2 separate regions of the Capra hircus genome follow, and region 2 is linked to region 1. The links are chromatin contacts, called in public Hi-C maps. All regions are on one chromosome and are shown on one strand. The core of a region is the stretch at or near the end of the contact, and the rest is flanking DNA. Distances in the headings are between cores, read along the strand shown. Region 1 holds the start of ALPL (alkaline phosphatase, tissue-nonspecific isozyme). Region 2 overlaps RAP1GAP (rap1 GTPase-activating protein 1).

Region 1 (4,503 bases), core at 656-3,155:
TCCCAGCACCTAGAACAGGGTTTGGGGCATTAATAAATGTTTGTTGAATGGAGACGGCGTTTTGTTTCTGCCCTCAGTTCAGTTTTATTGCTCACAACAGTCTTATGAGAGAGGTACACTCCCTTATCTTACAGGTGGGGTCACGGATACAGACAGGGGTCGTCACTAAAGCCTACATCTCACTTCAGGGGCTGGGAAGTTGGGAAGCCTTGTCCAAGCCTCGTCCAACCTTTTCTGTTTATGGAGTTCAGATGTATGAAGTTCAGGAAGAGAAGAGGAGACGGAGAGACAAGAGTGGAGGGGAGCGGACAGACAAGAGTGGGTGACGAGGGGAGACAAGAGTGGGCAGGGAGTGGAGGCTAGGGTGGGGAAGACACCCTGGGGAGGTCTAAGGATTGGAAGAGGACAGGTCTAGGGCATGGGGGGAGGCAAGCCTGAGCACCAGAAGAGCCGGAAGGAGGAACCAAGATCTTTGCGTAGAAGTAGCAGGGGGATAAGGCTGTAGGTTTAGATTCTGGCTTTATATCTTGGCCTCAGACTTGCTTAACTTCTTCAGGCCTCAGTTTCCCTGTTTGTAAAGGAGACGATGCATGTCAAGTGTTGGAGCCTGGCACCCAGTAGGTGTTCAACAAACAGTTGCTGTCAACTTTGCTCACACCCTGCCTACCAGGGAAGCCGGGCCACCTGGAAGTCCCCCCCCCCCCTCCCTCCCTCCCCCCCCTCCCTCCCTCCCCCCCCTCCCTCCCTCCCCCCCCATCCCCCCCAGAGCCCAGAGGCCCTTTCTGGCCAGAGAACTGCCCCCTCTTGGGATCTCCTCCTCCACCCACAGGCCGCTGTAAAGACCCCTCCCCCAGCCCCATTTTGCATTGAAAAAGGGTCTGAAGAGACAATGCGGGGGAAGGCTGGTGCTCAGCTCAGCTACCCGCCCCACTATTGTGACCAGGCTTTTAACCCTTTCTTATCAAGACGAGTTGCAGGAACCCACCCCGGGCCAGCCGCTCACCTGCCTACGTCCAGAGATGGATCGCAGCAAACTCCCCCAGCTTTGGGGGGCTCCAGAGCTCGGCCCTAAGGCCGCTGCGCACCCCCTACAACTTCCAAACAGACTCCAACACGCCGGATGTCCGTCCCCCCCGCCCCCCTCCCCGCCCCGCTGCGGCTCCCAGACCCAAGTGCCTCCCTCTCTGTACTTTTCCCAGCTCCGGCCCAAACTACTTTTGGAGCCCACCCAGGAAGACCAGCCCCCTCCCCTGGCGGCTGTGCCAAGATCTCGAGAAGGCTAGATGGCTGGCAGTTCTGGGGTGGGCCACCCGAGTCTCTTGATCGCGGACCAAGGGGGCGCCGTAGAAGCCGCTCAGCCACAGGGCAACGGGAGGCGGTGCCGAGACCGAAGATGGGGGTCTCAGGCAGCGGCGGGGAGACCCCAGAGCTGCAGCGGCCGACTCGAGCTCAGTCAGCCCGCCTCGCCGGCTCCGCTGGGGCCACGTCCACTTTCTGGGCCCGCCCAGTGCGCCCGCCGGGAGCCGCGGATGCGCGCGAGCGCGGGAGCGGGACAGGTGGCTGGAGGTTCCGAATGGGCTGCCTTGGGCGGTGTGGGGGGGAGCGGAGGTCCCGGCCTGGCCCCTGATGTCCAGCCTCGCCGCCCTCTCCCGGCGAGGGGAGGATGAGGAAAGGGGGCCTGGGACCCTCCACATCCCGGGGGTCCTGGAGAGCCAGGAACCAGCTTCGAGTCTTTACCTGCTCAGAGTTCGTAGGCGAAGGTCTGTCCTGGCGCAAGGGACGCGGGGTCGGTGCTCTGGGAGCGCGGACGCGGAGGGGCGGGAGCGCAACGCTGCCCCGGCCAAGTACCCCGCGGGCTTATAAAGGCGATCGCGGGGCTCGCGCGCGGCCGGGGCAGCCCTCCCCGGCCCCCGCCCCCGCCTCCACCCCCCGGCCCGGGCCCCGGCCCTCCCCGCCCCCGGCCCGCCCCCGGCCCGGGCCCAGCCGGCCGGTCCCGCCGCGCGGCCAGCGCGCCGCCTGCCGGGCAGCGGGGCGCCCTCCGGCTTCCTGAGCCCCGGCTCGGCTCCTGCCCTTGCGCGGGGTTGGGGCGGGCGCTTCCCAGCGAGACCACGCTCTGTCCTTTCTCTCCGCGAGCTCCAGCTCTGATTCCGTCTCTTTGGGGTTGTCTTTATCCTTAGCTCCAGCTTCCTGCTGTGTCTCTTTGTGGCTGTGTCTCTTGCGCCCTCTGACTGGTCTGCCTCTCTGACAACCCACCTGGCTCTGTTTGGGACCTCTGTCTCTCCCCATCTCTGTGCACGTGTCTCTGGGCCTCTGTCCACCCGTGTGTGTGACTCTCCTCCCTGTCCCCTCTCACCTTCCCACTCCAACCAGACCACTGGCCTGGCCCTTTCTCCGCTGGCCTTGGGCTCTTTCCTCTGCTCGGCCAAGGAGGCTGAGGGATACCTCGGCGGGGGTGGCTTGGGGAGGGGAGCCCCCTCTCCTGGCCGGGGACTGTTCCCTCTTTGTCCTTAGAGCCAGCCAGGGTTCCTGCTGACCGCATCCCATCCAGAGGTGAGGACCTGCCTCCCCGGTGAGCAGAGGAGGAAGCCCACACTTTGCACCAGGTGGAGTCAGACAGCCCAGGTTCAAGACTCCACCCTGGTGACCTTGGGCTGGTGACTTGAGCCCTGTGGCCTGGCCGGCCCTTTGACCCGCAGAGGTCAGCTCCCCCAGCTGCCCTGATCACATGCAGTTGTTGTTGTTGCTGTTCAGGTGCTAAGCTGTGTCCGACTCTTTGGGATTCCGTGGACTGCAGGACACCAGGCTCCTCTGTCCTCCACTGTCTCCACTGTCCTGTGCTGAGAGGCAGACTAATAGGAGACAGTGGTTGAAAAGTGCACAGGAAACTAAAAGCGCTGACAGATGAAGGGAGGCGGGCAGGACTGGAGGAGACTGAGGCCTGAGCAGAGAAGCTGTCAGTACCCGCAGAGCCAGTTGTTCAGTCACTAAGTCGTCAGAGTCACTGAGACCCCATGGTCTGCAGCACAGGCAGGAATTTCCAGGCAGGAATACTGGAGTCAATTGCCCTTTCTTCTCCAGGAGATCTTCTTGACCCAGGGATCGAACCCATGTCTCCTGCATTGGCAGGCAGATTCTTTACCATCTGAGGCACCAGGAAAGTCCCGGCCCAGAATTCTCTATCTTACCTAGGACATGCCGACCTTGGGCCAGTCATCTTGCATACATTTTCTCCCAATGACCCCATTTTAGAGAGGAGAAAACAGAGGCCAAGATAGAGCATGAGGACAGCTTGTCAGTATGACTGGAACCGGAACTGGGGACTAGCACCAAACACCAAGAGTGTCTTTGTATTTTTCTTTTTTTTTTTTTTTTTTTGTATTTTTAGCAACTGATATTGCTTCTTTATTTATAGGAGTGATATGAAGCGTCCTTCCTGACATTAGTTTGTTTTTAGAAAGTGAATCAAAACATTGATTAAATACTATTTACATATTCAATGAGTTAGATTATTATGGCAAAAATCATGGAGGTGGTCAATGAATCAAGCTTGGGAAACAACACTTTTGCATGAGAAATGGAGAGTGAAGGCATCCAGAATGGAGTCTCAAACCTTGGAGGGGTTCTGTAATTGCTCACAAACTCCAAGGAAGGGGTTAGGGATACCAAGAGGCTTGAGATGATGTCATTGTCAGTGAGCAAGGGGCATATTCCCGCCCGTCCCAGCCTGAACAGAGACTGGGGGCTGAGGCAACGGCGACTTGGATGGACCCCGTTTCACCAATTATGGGCCCCCACGCCTGCCCTTGACTTCTGATCTCCCCAAAACTGTTGGGGAATGGACACTTCTAGTTGCACCACATGGCCAGCATTGGGCTCCCTGTGTCTGAGTGATTTTTTCCCCAGGTACCACTGGCTGAATGGCTGAAAATTGATGCTTTCGAATTGTGGTGCTGGAGAAGACTCTGGAGAGTCCCTTGGACAGTGAGGAGATCAAACCAGTCCATCCTAAAGGAAATCAACCCTGAATATTCATTGGAAGGACTAACACCGAAACTGAAGCTCCAATACTTTGGCCACCTGATGGAAATAACTGACTCATTGTGAAAGAACCCAATGCTGGAAAGATTGAAGGCAAAAGGAGAAGGGGATGGCAGAGAATGAGATGCTTAGATAGCATCACCAACTCAATGGACATGAATTTGAGCAAACTCTGGGAGATAGGAGAGGACAGAGGAGCCTGACGTGCTGAGAGGGAAGAAATTAAGAAAACTGAAACAGGAGGTTGCCTGGTGGTTCAGTGGTTAAGAGTCCATCTGCCAGTGCAGGGGACACAGGTTCAGTCCCTGAGCCAGGAAGATCCCACGTGCCTCAGAGCAGCTAAGCCTGTGCACCGCAACTCCTGAGCCTGTGCTCGAGAGCCCGCGGGCTGCCGCCACCGAAGCCTGTACACCCTGGAGCCTGTGCCCCACAAGAGGCGTCACTGAAATGAGAAGCCCTTTTACC
Region 2 (4,503 bases), core at 797-3,296, 80 kb before region 1:
CCACTTAAGTTTGCTAGGTGACCCTGGGCCTCAGTTGCCTTATCTGTACAGTGGGGCCAATAAATTCTGCCTCACCTCTGCCCGTGAGTTGCTGGGAGAATTTGATGAGAGCCTGAAAGGGATTTGGGAATCGTTGGGAGGAAGGGGCCTCGGGGGTTCCCCGTTGGGTAGAAAGACCCAGAGCCTGCTGTCCCGAGGGCGGGACCCCTCCACATCTGGCTCCCCATTTCATGGCACACCCGTCTCCCTTTACCCTGCAGACGAGGGTGCAGAAGCACGAGGCGAGGGTGCTCCAGCAGATCCGGGCGGACGGGACCTCTGCCCCCCGAGGCCAGCACCAGCCTGGGGGCTGCCCCTCGCCTGCCCAGCCCTCCTCCTGGCCCACATCTGGGCTGTCTCTGCAGGGCGGAGCTGGCCAGCCCTGGGAGCGGGGAAGCTGCTGGCACCGTCCCCACCCCCTGGGCTGGGAGGCTGGCTGGGGCAGGGAGAGGTCAGTTGGAACGGGACTCCAGGCCTGGCTGATCCATCACCCCTGGGTGCCCCTCTGGATTCGAAGGAGTGAGCTGGAAAGGAGAACTGAGGCATTTCAGTGCACACAGAGCCTGCCATGGAGGCGGTGGGTAGGAGGAGCCCTGGGCTGGGGTCCTGAGTCCTAGCTTGTGGTTCGGGATCCGCTCTGCGATTCTAGGCCCATCACACTCCCTCTCTGAGTGTCTCTGCTCTAAATGGACAAGGTCATTTCAGAGGTCGCTGAAGAGTGGGATTCTGCGCACCTGCCCCAGAGTGGAGGATCCCGGGGGCCTCCTGTCACCCTCTCCTGCTTCTTGGGGTTCCTGGGGCCCCAGGTCGGCTGAGGGACGGGGCTGGCTGTGGCCACGGCACCTCCTAGACCTGCCAAGGCCCTGCCCGCCGCCTCTACATGACAGACGAGTGACCCCCTTGTGGGCGTCGGGGGACCTATCTGGCTCTCCCGCCAGCCCCCGGCTCGACCCCCGGCATCTCCGGCCCCTGGCGCTCCAGGCCGAGGGGCCTCAGCTGGCTCACCTTTGCACCACCCCCACCTGGCACGGAGTGGGCAGGCAGGCACAGCTGCCGTGAGTCCACATCGTCGTGTGTGTCTGTCCACACTTTTTAGGCACCACACCAAGGGGCAGCCTTTCGGCCCCAACACCTGTCTCAGAAGCCCCCGTGGCCACGTGTGTGTGTCGGTAACAGTTGTAATAAATAAATTCTATTTATCGCTATTGTACCCCGAGTTGGACCTGGCTTCATGTGACCCTCTCCCCCCGCCTCAGATCAACCCCAGACAGATCTTAGTGGTGCTGTGGTCAAGACCAAGAGCCTGTTCACATCCCAACCCCCCCACAATCTCCCCACCCTGCCATCCCCACAAAATCAGAGCTCCTGGGTCTGCAGACACCTCCAAGGCCAAGTGATGAGCTCTTTGCCCGCCAGCTGTGGCTTTCCTCCCCTAGCTCTGCCCTTTTCCCACCTTGTTCCCTCTCCCCAGCAGGGGGAACATGGCTCTGAAGTCAGTTCAGTTCAGGCGCTCAGTCGTGTCCGCCTCTCTCCAACCCCATGGGCTGCAGCAGGCCAGGCCCCCCTGTCCATCACCAGCTCCCGGAGCCCTCAAACTCACGCCCACCACTGGAGTCCTGCTGCTGGCTGGGGATGCTGAGAAACTTGGAAGCTTCTCTGAGCCTGTCTCCACTCCTGTAACACGGGAGCGGCAGCACTTCTCCCAGGGGTCCGTCCTGAGGAATCCTTGAGCGGGTGCAGCTGGGGCACCCAGGACAGCGCCGGGCGCCCTGTGGGTGAAGTTCACGTGTGTTTCCTGTGTGGCCACCAGGGGGCGCCAAGGGATCGCTTACCTGCACTGAGGGGGGCGGGCAGCCGGCGCTGAACCTGTCCGGCTGCCGGAAGGAGCTCACCGGGTGGTAAAGGGGGGATGAGGGCCTGGGAGAGGGTGGGGTGGGGGAGACGTGGGAGGAGCCCCGGGGTCCGGCCTGGCTGAAGAAGGAATGGGGAAGACACCGTGGTGCCTGAGCACCCCCGGAAGGGTTTAGCATAGTGTCCTTGGGGAGGAAGCCACAGGTGCAAAGGGAGGCCAGAGAGTGCTGCTTGCAGCTGAGAAGGGGAGGCGATGGTGATGGTGGAGGCGGCAGGGAGCAGGCCAGAGGCCGCATGGCCTTGGATGCCGGGCGAGGGACTAATGCTTTATGCCAGGGTCGGTGCGGAAGTCGTGCAGGATGGGACACCAGGAGCAGGGGCTGGCTGGCGGGGGCCAGCCGGGCAGCATCAGTCCAGGAGCGCTTTGCCAAGGTGCCGAGGACACGGAGCGTGCCCGAGACAGTGGGGAGGTCTGGAAGGTGCTGGGAGATGAGTGTCTGGAGGAATGGGCTGAGGGAGGAGCTGGAGGCGCTCAGGGGTCCAGCCGAGTGTTGGTAAATGAGGTGGGGGGGGTTCTCCTCTGAGATAGGAGTGTAGGAAGAAGGGCAGGTTGGGAGATTTGGGGCTTAGAGGTGGGTCCCTGGGGGGCTCACGATGCCTTGGCCTCACGCCCTCACCACCATCAGCCCCCATGCCCTCTCAGGGATGATGCTGGAGGCACCCTAGGGACTTCCTGACGGGGCCCTGCTGTGACCCTCGGATGTCTGGGGTGCCCCCAGGTGTGGTGACTCACTCCCCAGCTCCATCCACCCGGGTTTGGCCCTGGGCCACCCTAGACTCAGCAGGTCCCCAGCTAACCCTTACTCCCCTCCTCTGCCTAACCCCTCTTCTCTAACCTGCCTGCCCCACCCCGGCCCCTGGGACCTGTCTCCTCCCATCCCACCAAGGGCCAGTAGCCACAGTCCAGCCCCAAGATCAAGAGCTTAGCTCTGAGTTTATTTACATCCTATAAGCTCAGTAAGTTTGGGCGCATGGACCTCAGGGTCTTCATCTGTTCATTGGGAATGCTAAGAGCCCCGCCTTTGGTACCCAGGTGGGAGGATTCAATGAAGTGATGCCTCACAAAGTTCTTGGTGCAGCCCTAGCATGTGGTGGGCTCAAAAAAATAGTGTGTGCATTGTGTAGGGGGTTGCACTTAGCCACGAATGAGGACAGCTCCATAACCAACATCACAGGCCGTGGGGCCAGCTCTCTGCATGGGCCATGAGGTGGCTGGCCCGGGGCCCAGTGTCAGGAATGTACGATGATCAATTGCATCCCTCAACCCCAGCCTCCAGAGCTTCCCTGGGCTTGATGATCCTTTAAGAAAAGAACTGGGTGTGTCCCGTTGGGCTCCTTTACTGGGTGCCCATCCCCGGCTCTGGCCCACTGCCGACCTAGCGCAGAAGCTGGGGCCCAGCTGGGTGAGCAGCACCCACTTTGGCCCCCTCGGCCTGCCTGGTTGTGCCCACGGCCCGTCGGTGGACAAGACCGGCTTCTGGGCTGGGTTTCAGCCAGGGCCCCCACCCCACCCCACCCTTCCAGGCTCCAGGGTGGGGCTGGGGAAGGCCAAGGACCAAACCAGCCTCTGTGATCAAAGTGTCCAGTGCTGTTTCTCTTGTGCCCGCGCCAGCTCTGTGCTCGCCCTGGGTTCGGAGGTAGGCAGGGCGAGCCGGGACACGGACCCGAGGCTGGAATTAGGGCCTGGGTGAGGGGCGCCAGGCCCCGGGAAGCCCTGAACTCGGCTTCGAGATGACTCTGGTGCTGCAAATGCCTGGCAGAGGTTGCCCCAGACCCAGGAGGCGAGAGGCCTCTGCAGAGGGACGTGGGTGCCTGGCTGACCCGGCAGCCTCATCTCCCCTGCCTCAGAGTGGGGACCTGTCTCCCCAGGTGTCAGTCTCCCCACCTGTAAAATGGGGGCAGAGCCCTACCTGTTGCTGTGAAGAGGCTCTCATAGCCTCTAAGGGACCTGGCCTGGACCCCGTGCCCAATAGGAGGGGTCCTCCCCCCATCTCCCAGCCGCTAGGGTGTCCTTGGACGCCCATGGCTCACCCTGGGACAGCTTTGCCAAAGAGCCAGCCGCAGGCCCAGGCCAGCCCAGCGCCAGGGGACTGCGACCTGGACGTTCTCTGCTGTTCAGGCCACAGGGGGTACTTAACCAGGGACCCTGGAATGTGGAGGTCCCGCCCTGCCGAGGGGACAGCCAGGGACGGAGCCTCCTGAAATAACCAGATCTGGTTAGCGAGGCTAATTTTAAACGCCACTCTGGCTGCCCAATAGGCCCTTCTGGGAAGCCGTGAATGTCCCTGTGTTTGGCCCCTGGGAGGCAGGGTGAGGGGAGAGAGGGCAGAGGGGCCCAGAGGACCCCCACCCTTGATAGCCGGCGCCAGAGACCCCAGGCTGCATCCCCAAGCTGGCCCATCCAGGGCCCAGAGCCCTGGCCCCAAACTGGGGCTCGGGGGCCCAGCCTCTGCCCTGAGCCACTCTGAGGGGACCCTGGTGGGCTCTCCGGACCTCCATGTCTTTGCACTGGGCTCCCTGGACCGGAAGCTCGCTGTCAGTCTCTGTCTGAGC

What was found. Hi-C and Micro-C count contacts between places; a contact is called where the count stands out from the background.
Region 2: a Hi-C map of blood shows a contact between it and region 1, with 3 times the contacts expected there. The contact joins the enhancer-like site here to the promoter of ALPL in region 1. A contact is called at or near these places in 3 of 5 Hi-C or Micro-C datasets (all in blood).

What each region holds. Positions count from the first base shown.
Region 1 is chr2:4,710,292-4,714,794 of ARS1.2, reverse strand. It overlaps ALPL (alkaline phosphatase, tissue-nonspecific isozyme), which reads right to left and starts at 1,905. Exons shown (of 13, transcript XM_018055232.1): 1 at 1,738-1,905.
Region 2 is chr2:4,790,049-4,794,551 of ARS1.2, reverse strand. It overlaps RAP1GAP (rap1 GTPase-activating protein 1), which reads left to right. Exons shown (of 25, transcript XM_018055306.1): 25 at 261-1,249. Among named protein-coding and RNA genes, the nearest start is that of RAP1GAP, 71 kb to the left of the region's middle. Within about 2 kb of position 2,046, at least 1 of the 5 cell types and tissues checked has an H3K27ac peak or open chromatin away from gene starts, as enhancers often do.